3 separate regions of the Mus musculus genome follow, and all the other regions are linked to region 2. The links are chromatin contacts, called in public Micro-C and capture Hi-C maps. All regions are on one chromosome and are shown on one strand. Each heading gives the region's core, a stretch centred on a gene start, on an enhancer-like site or on the middle of the called end of the contact. The rest is flanking DNA. Distances are from core to core; before and after follow the strand shown.

The links. Hi-C and Micro-C count contacts between places; a contact is called where the count stands out from the background. Capture Hi-C pulls out chosen DNA fragments and counts their contacts.
Region 1: a Micro-C map of embryonic stem cells shows a contact between it and region 2, with 5 times the contacts expected there. The contact joins the enhancer-like site here to the promoter of Usp10 in region 2. A contact is called at or near these places in 2 of 484 Hi-C or Micro-C datasets (both in embryonic stem cells) and 2 of 115 datasets of contacts at active chromatin or transcription factors (embryonic stem cells and pancreatic cancer cells).
Region 3: a capture Hi-C map of macrophages shows a contact between it and region 2, with 2.2 times the contacts expected there. The contact joins the promoter of Kcng4 here to the promoter of Usp10 in region 2. A contact is called at or near these places in 3 of 39 promoter capture datasets (cranial neural crest, hippocampal neurons and liver) and 1 of 9 other capture datasets (macrophages).

The regions. Positions count from the first base shown.
Region 1 is chr8:120,333,784-120,336,629 of GRCm38.p6, reverse strand. Gm32968 (a long non-coding RNA gene) reads right to left here. Exons shown (of 3, transcript XR_388103.3): 2 at 404-577. It also overlaps a transcript of Gse1 not described here. Among named protein-coding and RNA genes, the nearest start is that of Gm32968, 7.5 kb to the right of the region's middle. Within about 2 kb of position 1,544, at least 170 of the 459 cell types and tissues checked have an H3K27ac peak or open chromatin away from gene starts, as enhancers often do. A contact at or near this core is called in embryonic stem cells, where this site is marked.
Region 2 is chr8:119,908,796-119,911,855 of GRCm38.p6, reverse strand. Usp10 (ubiquitin specific peptidase 10) reads right to left here and starts at 1,496. Exons shown (of 14, transcript NM_009462.2): 1 at 917-1,496. The coding sequence starts at 937.
Region 3 is chr8:119,634,408-119,637,367 of GRCm38.p6, reverse strand. It overlaps Kcng4 (potassium voltage-gated channel, subfamily G, member 4), which reads left to right and starts at 1,688. Exons shown (of 3, transcript NM_025734.2): 1 at 1,688-2,136. Gm46054 (a long non-coding RNA gene) reads right to left here and starts at 1,740. Exons shown (of 4, transcript XR_001778667.2): 1 at 1,465-1,740.

The DNA.
Region 1 (2,846 bases), core at 295-2,794, 420 kb before region 2:
TGTGGGTGAGGGACTCTGAATGTGAAAAGGAGCCCCGAGGATGTGGGGGGTTCTGAGGTGGGGTGCAGGGTTCACAGGTGGAGGGCAGGACTTTTGCCAGAAGCAACTAGGTAGCTTTCCAAGATACTTGCTGCCCATGGCTGCTGTAATAAATGACCCCAAATCTAGAGGCTCAGAAACATACCAGACCTCTTTCTGACTGGATCTTAGGGGCTGAAATCTCAGGCTTGGCAGGGCTGGCCTCCCCACTGCCCGGGGGGTCACCTGCTTTATCGTCTTGGCTTCCAGAGAGGATTGTCCCCAGTGGCTGCCTCTCCCACCCCACAAGTCCATTATCACAGATCTGAAGTTCCATTCTATGCCTGCCGCCTCCCCTTTGTCTCCACCCCTCCCCCCACCTCACCAGCCCAGTGTAATCTTGTGGGCCATCTGCACACTGTCCTTCTCGCGGCCCTGGGGATCCGGACATGGATACGGGGGGGCCCTGCCCGACCTCACACAGATGGCCTTTGGACATCGTATGTAACCCACAATCACTGTCACCGGGAAGGACACATGGGTCCCAAAAGCCAACAGCCTGGGGAGAGATGGAGAAAGCAGGGGCTTCTATATCTTCAGCCTCCAGAGAGGGAGGGTCTCCCTCCCACCTCCTACCCCCTCTGCCCCAGCCTCCTGCCCTCTGTCCCCAAACGTCACTCTTCCCTCCTCCTTGCTGGGCATTCCCCAGAGTTACTGTTTTAATAAGCTCCTTGCCCTCTAATTAGCAGGTGCGGCTCTGTAAGGAAGCGCCTGGTGTTTACCTAGCACGGAGCCTTTAATAACTGCAGCCCGGCGGGCTGGCTCCCTAATCCCCTCTGCAGGCGGGCTAATGAGCCTGGCACCGCCAGCCACTCCTGCCTCACCAGGCTAGCAGTGCCCCCAGGGCTTCTTACTGAGCCCCGCCAGGACCCTGGAGCCCACAGACTCCAGGCCTGGGTCAAGCGTGATACCTCGCTCCAGACTGATGGCACTGCCAGGTCCGTGTTAGGGGAAATGAAACCTCCTTAGCGGGTGGGGCTGGCCAATCTCAGAGCTGGCAACATCTCCATACTTAAGGGAGGGCTGTCCCTCGGGACTCAGGCAGGGGGCAGAGGCCACTAAAACATGCAATACTCAGGGGCTGCAGACCAGAGGGCACAAGCTAATTCTACAGCCTGGAACAACCGTTCCTCCCCCCCACAAGCTGGGGGTGGCAACAGCTAGGAGCACTGGGCAGTCTGGGGCAGAACTCATCCAATCAGCTACAGGAGGTCCCCGGAGGGAGCTGTTGACTCCAACAAGGGACAGCTACCACAGGGCAGCTTTCAGGTCTCAAGCTCCCCTCCTCCCAGACACAGCAGGACCCAGAGAGGAAAAAAAAGGCACTCTGTGGCAGAATATTCTAGAACAAGATGTGTGTGGGTTTTTTTTTTTTTTTCCTTTTAAATAAATGGATGTGCCTTGGGGCTGCTTGGGAGGCAGAGGCCCCGCCCACCCATTTGGAGGCGTTGAATAGCTTGAAAGGCCCTTGGAGTGCGGAGGCAAGAGAGAAAGGCCTCCTCTCAGCTTCCTTTGTGGGAAAGCCTCCTCTGGCCCCTGCTGGGCCTTTATCTGACTCGGCTGGTTCTTCCTGCAGTGGGGGTACCTCAGGAAGGTGGGTGGAGGGGAGGCCTCCCTTCCTGCAATCCTCCCCCTCCCTCTTCCCTCCGCTAGCCTCTCTCTCCCTTCCCAGGCCACAAGGTTCCCCAGGCCTTCCCCTTCCTGGGCAAGAGCATTCTAGTGCCTCCTGCTCAGGCAAGCAAAGACCCTGGCCACTGGACACCCTTCAGCTAAGAGCAGTCAAGCACAAACTAAGAGTCAGTTTTTTGCTGAGAGTCACCCTGTGCAGTCATCATAAAAGGGAGACCGAAAATCTGGGGATCCCTCTAATCACAGCCACTGGACCCAAGTGTGGCCAGTGACCCCAGCTAGGTGACAACAAACAACTGGGCACCTTCTCAGGATGCCATCCTTCCTCAACGTCAACCCAGAGGGTGAGTGAGTGACCCACATTCTGTAAATTCGTAGAATGACAGGAAGAATGGCCAGGATCAGAGAACCTGCACCTAGCCATCCAACCTTGACCCCTGGGCTCACAGGGAAAGAACAAAGGAAATGTGAGCCAGACCAAGCTAGTCAGAATCCTGTCCCATCTGGGTGGGTGTGGTGGCGCATGCCTTTAGTCCCAGCACTTGGGAGGCAGAGGCAGGCAGATTTCTGAGTTTGAGGCCAGTCTGGTCTACAAAGTGAGTTCCAGGACAGCCAGGGCTATACAGAGAAACCCTGTCTTGAAACCCCACCACCACAAAAAAAAAAAAAAAAAAAAAAGAAAAGAAAAAGAAAAAAAGAAAAAAAAGAAATTCCCGTCCCGTGTACCCTTCCAGAACTTTCTAGGGCAATGGCACAGACGGCACAGTGTCTGGAAGAGGAAGGGGCTAATGTTGTGACTTCTGTATCTGGCTCTTGACTGTGATGACTTTGGTTCTGGGGCTCCACAAACCAGGAACCCCAACTGCCTAGAGGGAGGAGGCAGGAAGAGTAAACCAGACCCACAAGCCATAGAACAAGTTGGCAAGAGGCCCCACCATGTTGCTAGCCACTCTGCCATCTTGGAAGCGGTTCTTCCAGCCCCAGGCAGAGGCCTCCACAGGTGGTCCCACCTAGCCTCACCCACCCCACCCACCCCACTGCAGGTCTGTGAACAATGGAGCATGGGCTGTTCTGTGGTCGGCAGCACATAGGAGGCTGGAGGCAAGATGGCCAGGCAAGATCAGCTTCAGATGACTGGA
Region 2 (3,060 bases), core at 247-2,746:
ATGAGGGGAAAGGTCAAACAGGCAAAGTTCAGATTTGATCTATGAAACACCACATACTTAAGAGAACGGAAGTTTCTCCTAGGATCTAACCTTTTATTAAAAACAGTTTCGAGGTTTAAATCCCATATTGCAACAGTTACTAAAACCTTTCAAAAGCACATGGTGGCTCTTGCCTGCAACGCACCAGGCTGAGATAGGGAAAAAAAAAAACTTAAGTTAGAGGCGATCGTGGACCAAGAGAAAGATCAAATAAAAAGACGATCGTTCTTCAAAGGTGGCCTCACCAGACCGACCTCACCTGCCTTGTACATACATCCACCTACCATCCTCAAAAAGGCAATTTTACTTCTTAGTTTCCCGAGAGTCGCAGCCCGGAGAAGCGGCACCACGTGCTGACTTCTCACTCGTCCTAAGTGCATCTTAGGAGAGGGGCTGCAGGAGCAGCTCCGGGCACAGAAAACACAGCAGGCAATCCGGCCTGCCGGGCCCCGACCCAGCCCGGGCTCGGACACCGTGCAAAAGGTGTCAGTCTCGGGCAAACCGGAGTATGCCGCCCCGGCGCTTCCCGGTTTTCTTTGCAATAGAATTCCCGAGGCCAGGGGCCAGGTCCCCGGCGGCGCTGGGCCAGAGCGTCGCCCGGGACTCGGCGGCTGCGGGCCGGGCACGCGGAGGCCTTCCCTGCGGCCTCGGGCGTTCTCGGGGCGGCTCGGACACTCTCGGGGCGGCTCGGGCGCTCTCGGGGAGATTCGGGCGGCCTCCGAAGCCGGGGAAGCGCGGCACTGAGGGGCGCGGCGCGGGCCTAGGCCGGCAGCGTGCCGGCGCCTCCCCCACCGCTCGCCCGCCGCGCACCTCGCGATCGTCGCCCCGAGGCCGTCCCGTGGCCCAGACCTCCCAGCCCAGACACGGCCCGCGCTACCTGTGGGTTGTGGAGGGCCATGGCGGCCCGTCTCAATGAGGTTCGGTGCTGCTCCGGCTTCTCACGCCGCGTCTCCCGTCGCCGCCATCTTCTCGCCGCACAGACACACTCGCAGCGGCCGCCGCGCCTGCGCACTGACTGCGCCGCGGGAGAGCCAGGCGGCGTTCTGCGCCTGCGCGCGACAGGTGGGCGTGCGCCCCGGGCCGGCGACCCTTCTGTCCCCAGCGCGCCGAGGGCGGCTGCTCCAGGCGAGGGCGTGAGGATGGAGCTGGCCAGGCACCCTGGGGCTGCAAGGTGGAGTTCCGGAGTGGTTACTGCGCTGGGTCCGCCTGAGCTCCGCCCTGGGATCTCCGCTGGAGATCTCCAAGGATCCCTTACCCTATGGAGCGCGCTCTTCTGACCGTTCGTTCATTCATTCATTCCTTCACTCTTCATTCTCTTCACTAGCTTGTTTTACCTGGCATTGGGGAAAAAAAGATTTTTTTTTTCTTTGTAAAACATAAAAGTAAACGTTGAAGGAGCTAGTGAGATGACTCAGCGGGTAACGGAGCCCTGCCTCCTGTACCCTTGAGGACCAAATGAGTTCCATTCTCTGGATCCACATGACGCCAGGGGAAAACCAACTACAGACTGTCTTCTGACATACAAAGGGGCACACGCAAAATAAACAATTTTAGAAAGAACTCGTTAATCCAGGAATTGTACTCCTGTGAGCTCAGTATATAGACTGCAGAGGTAGGACGATCATCTATGAATTGCAGACCAGTCTACATAGCAAGTTCCAGGTCACACACAGCTACGTAAGGTAGCTCTGTCTCGGGGTGGGGGGTGGATAGTCATGTTGATGACTTAGCACATTCTGCAAAGGGTAGAGACTCAGTAGGTGTTAGTTATTGCACACACGCAAGTGTATACACACGGGAAAGTTCTTGACTCAGCCATATAGGCAATAATAATAATAAAAACAAACAAAAAACCTTACTAAACCTCCTACTCCCAGCTGTAGACCAGGCCGGCCTTGAGTTCTGAGATCTGCCTATCTCTGCTTCCAGCGTGCAGGGATTAGGGATTAAAGGTGTACACCACTGCCGGGCCAGGAAAGAATTTTATGACAAGCCCCTGTGGGGCAAAGTTGGCAAGTTTATTAAGTAGAGGTGAGAGAGGGTACACGGGTAGGACTGAGTTTAGGATCTAGAGACAAGAAGGAAAAGGATAATGTTCAAGTGTGGGCACAGCTGCTCCAGAGAGTTGCCCTCAGGTGTCTTGGTTTTGTTTTTCTTTGCTGTGCTACACATGTAGCAAAAATTGGCTTCAAACTTTCTTTTCTTTTTTTTTTTTTTTTTTTTTTGGTTTTTCAAGACAGGGTTTCTCTGTGTAGCCCTGGCTGTCCTGGAACTCACTTTGTAGACCAGGCTGGCCTAAAACTAAGAAATGCACCTGCCTCTGCCTCCCAAATGCTGGGATTAAAGGTGGGCACCACCATGCGCACTGGCTTCAAACTTACTTTCTCTCTTTCTCTTCCTTCCTTCCTTCCTTCCTTCCTTCCTTCCTTCCTTCCTTCCTTCCTTCCTTTCTTTCTTTCTTTCTTTCTTTCTTTCTTTCTTTCTTTCTTTCTTTCTTTCTTTCTTTCGTTTTTCAAGACAGGGTTTCCCTGTAAAGCCCCAGCTGTCCTGAAACTCACTTGGCAGACTAGGCTGGTCTCGAACTCAGAAATCTGCCTGCCTCTGCCTCCCAAGGGCTGGGATTAAAGGCGTGCGCCCCATGCACATTGGCTTCAAACTTTCTAGCAGCCAAGGATGAACTGAAACTCCTGTATCTCCCGCCCCTACTTCCCTAGTACAGGGCTACGCTTCATACTCCGAACTCTGGCTCCACAAAGCAAACAAAGCAAAGCAAAGCAAAACTCTACGAGTTGGTTCAATGGTTTCTTTCTCCTGAGAATTTTCTTTTGGCCCTCTTGATTGCACACACCTTTAATCTCAGATGGCTGAAACAGAGGCAGGCAGGTCTCTGATAAAATCCAGACCAGAGACAGGCGTGGTTATGCACGCCTTTAATCCCAGCACTCGGGAGGCAGAGGCAGGCAGATTTCTGAGTTCGAGGCCAGCCTGGTCTACAAAGTGAGGTCCAGGACAGCCAGGGCT
Region 3 (2,960 bases), core at 439-2,938, 270 kb after region 2:
AAGGGCTCAGATTTAGATTGGCATGCCCGTGCAACAAGGGCTTCACTGAGCTCTCATGGGGGATTCTAGATGGGCATTGGGACTTTGTATGTACTGGGAAAGGTGGCAGACACTGGAGAGGGTGGCTAACCTAAGAGATTCATGCTGGCCGTTTCATGTCGACTTGATACAAGTTAGAGTCCTCTGAGAGGAGGGAACTTCATTTGAGAAAAATGACTCTGTAAGGTTAAGCCATAAGCAACCCTGTAGGGAATTTTCTTGATCCATCATTGATGGGGGAGGGCCCAGCCCACTGTGGACAGAGATACAAACTGGGATGTATCCTGGGTTCCACAGGAAAGTCCCAGGCTGAGCAAGTCACGAGGAATGAAGCAATAAACAGCACTCATCCAAGGCCTCGGCCCTGGTTCCTGCCTCCAGGTTCTCGCCTTGGCTTCCTTCAGTGGGTAGTGACTTGGCTACGGAAGCTAAATAAACCCTTTCCTTCCCAAGTTGCTTTGGATCACCGTGCTTCATCACGGCAATAGAAACTCTGACTGAGACAGAACTAAAGGAGATAGAGAACAGAGAGCCCTGTCCGGAGGGAGAGAGTTCTGGAGCCTGGCTTATTGGAGCTAAGAGAATGGGAGAGTCAGAGAAAGGGCAGAGCCTCGGCACCCCTCACAAAGATGCCAGACCTCTCTCTGCCTTGGGCCTCAGCAGCAGTGACTGTGGTACAGGCAGCAGGGAGGGGCTGTGGGAAGGCAGAGAAAACAGGCCCTGTCTCCAGTTCTTGGAATTTCTGTGGAACCCTGGGGTTCCCATAATACCCTTTGAGAACCCCTGCCCCCTGCCAGCCTCTCCTTCTTGCCTGCACTCCTCCGCCCCTCTTCGAGGCCACAGGTACTCTCTGTTACTCCTTCCAGAGAGCTGAGGACAGCCAGGCTCTGATCCCCTTGCTCCTGGACGCCCCCCCCCCCCATCAGTGACAGCCCTAACCTAGCTCCAGCTGCCAATTAGGACGATGACCTTGAACAAGCCTCTAGGGATCTCAGAGGCCGAATGGAGTTGTGAAGGTCACTTGGCTGCAAAAACCTTTTAAGGAAATGAAGGACCTAGGGATAGGCAGCCCTACATTAACAGGCTTTTGCAATTTCAGCCTTTATGGTTCCCACTGTCCTCATCTGACCAGTGAGAAAACTGAGGCCCAGAGAGGTGGAGTGACTCACCAAGCACACACAGCAAGAAGCTGGCTTGCAGCATCTCCCTCTCCCCACCTACACCTACACCTACACCCAGGGCCAAGCTCCCAGGAGAAGCTCAAGGCTTGGATTTCATATCCTGAAAGCCTGCTGCCACTCATAGACATTTTACAGATAAGGAGACTGAGTACAACGGCACAAAGCCACCTGCCTAAGGACATTCACTTGGACACTGGGATCTGGCCCCAATCTCAGCCCCTTATGCCATCTCCCCAATACCTACCCTAGGCTCTGAGACTGGGTCGGTCTGTCCCAGCCTGCAAGCCTCCCCACAGCCCTTACTGAGTGGACCATGAGGTTGCAATCGCCAGGTCCCCAGCTGCTCCAGCTCCTCCTGAGCTCGGCTCCTCCTCAGAGAGGAGAAGGACAGACATTCTCCTTGCCTTCCTGGTGGCTGGCAGAGCCTCTGCTCCCCGCCTGCTGCCTGGCTGATGGAGAGATTAATCCTAAGCCCTTCCTGGCAGCACCCCCACCCCCATCTCAGGCAGGACCATGCTGGCTGTCCCCGTGGGACTTGGAGCACCAAGTCCAATGCTGAGGCAGGACAGCTGGCCCAGCTCCCTGCAGCATCCGGACCTTCGGCTTCCAGGAGGAGGGAGGACTTCAGAGCCCTTCTAGAGAGCCACCTTGCGCCTCTGCTCTTCTGCGGAGTCAGACTGAATAAACTTCTGCTCTGTAGAGGAAGTGGGAGAAGAATTGGATGCTGACCCTCTGCCAGGACTGCTATGTTGAGAGCTGGTTTTGATTTGTGTTTTGTTTTGTTTTTTGGGGGGCGGGGGTTCTTCTCATTTCCCCCTACCTCTCTGTCACAACCCTGTCTTTTCCTGGTCAGTGAGACATGGGCTCCCCATGCCCGGCAGAGAACCAGCTGGGAACACACTTCCTAAAACAAGCGGTGAGTTGAACTTGGGAGGAAGTTGCTCGTTCTGGGGGGGGATGTTCTAGAGCTGGCTGAGTGGAACAGCTTGGCAGAAGGGATATTTGGAATGAATTACTTCCCCGGGCTCTAAGGGAGTTTTGCTGGCCAGCTGTTGGAGGGGGAACAAAGACCACAAAATCAGATCTGTTCAGTGGAAGGAGAGGGGGACAAGATTCCAGCGCTGGAGAGAACCCCTAGCCAGGAAGCTGTGTCCTGGGTTGAGTTTGGATTTGCTGAGTGACCTTGGATGAGTCCCTTTCAGCACTCTGGGTCTTGGTTTTTACACTGGAAATTGAGAAAGGTTGGCAAGAACACCCTGGATTTCCTGTCTCTGCAGGCTGCGCTCCTCCTGCCGCTGGCTGTGTGCTGTGAACCAAGTAATGCATGCAGAATAGCGGAGTGCTCTGCAGGGCGAGTGTGAAACACAGCCACCCCCACTCACTCCTCGCTGGCTGTCCGCAGAATCCCGGCCGGCTCTGGAGTAGAAAGGCACTTTCGTTTCCATTGGCTCCTGATTGGAATGCCTCTCTCAATGTAAGGTTATAGGTGCCTGGAGACAGCTCTGGCTGGAACAGGTAGCATAAGAAATGGTCACACCACACGGATGATGAGACAGGTCATAAATACTTTTAAAATTATGTGAGCAAGCTAAAATAAAACCTGCTTGTCCTAAGCGAAGCCCCTAAATGGGTTTGCAATACAGACAGCATTAGAAACCTCTTCACGATGCAAATAAAAGAGTATACAGCTCAGAGTGGGGAGTGACTACTTCAAGGTCACACAGCAAGGGTGACAGAAGA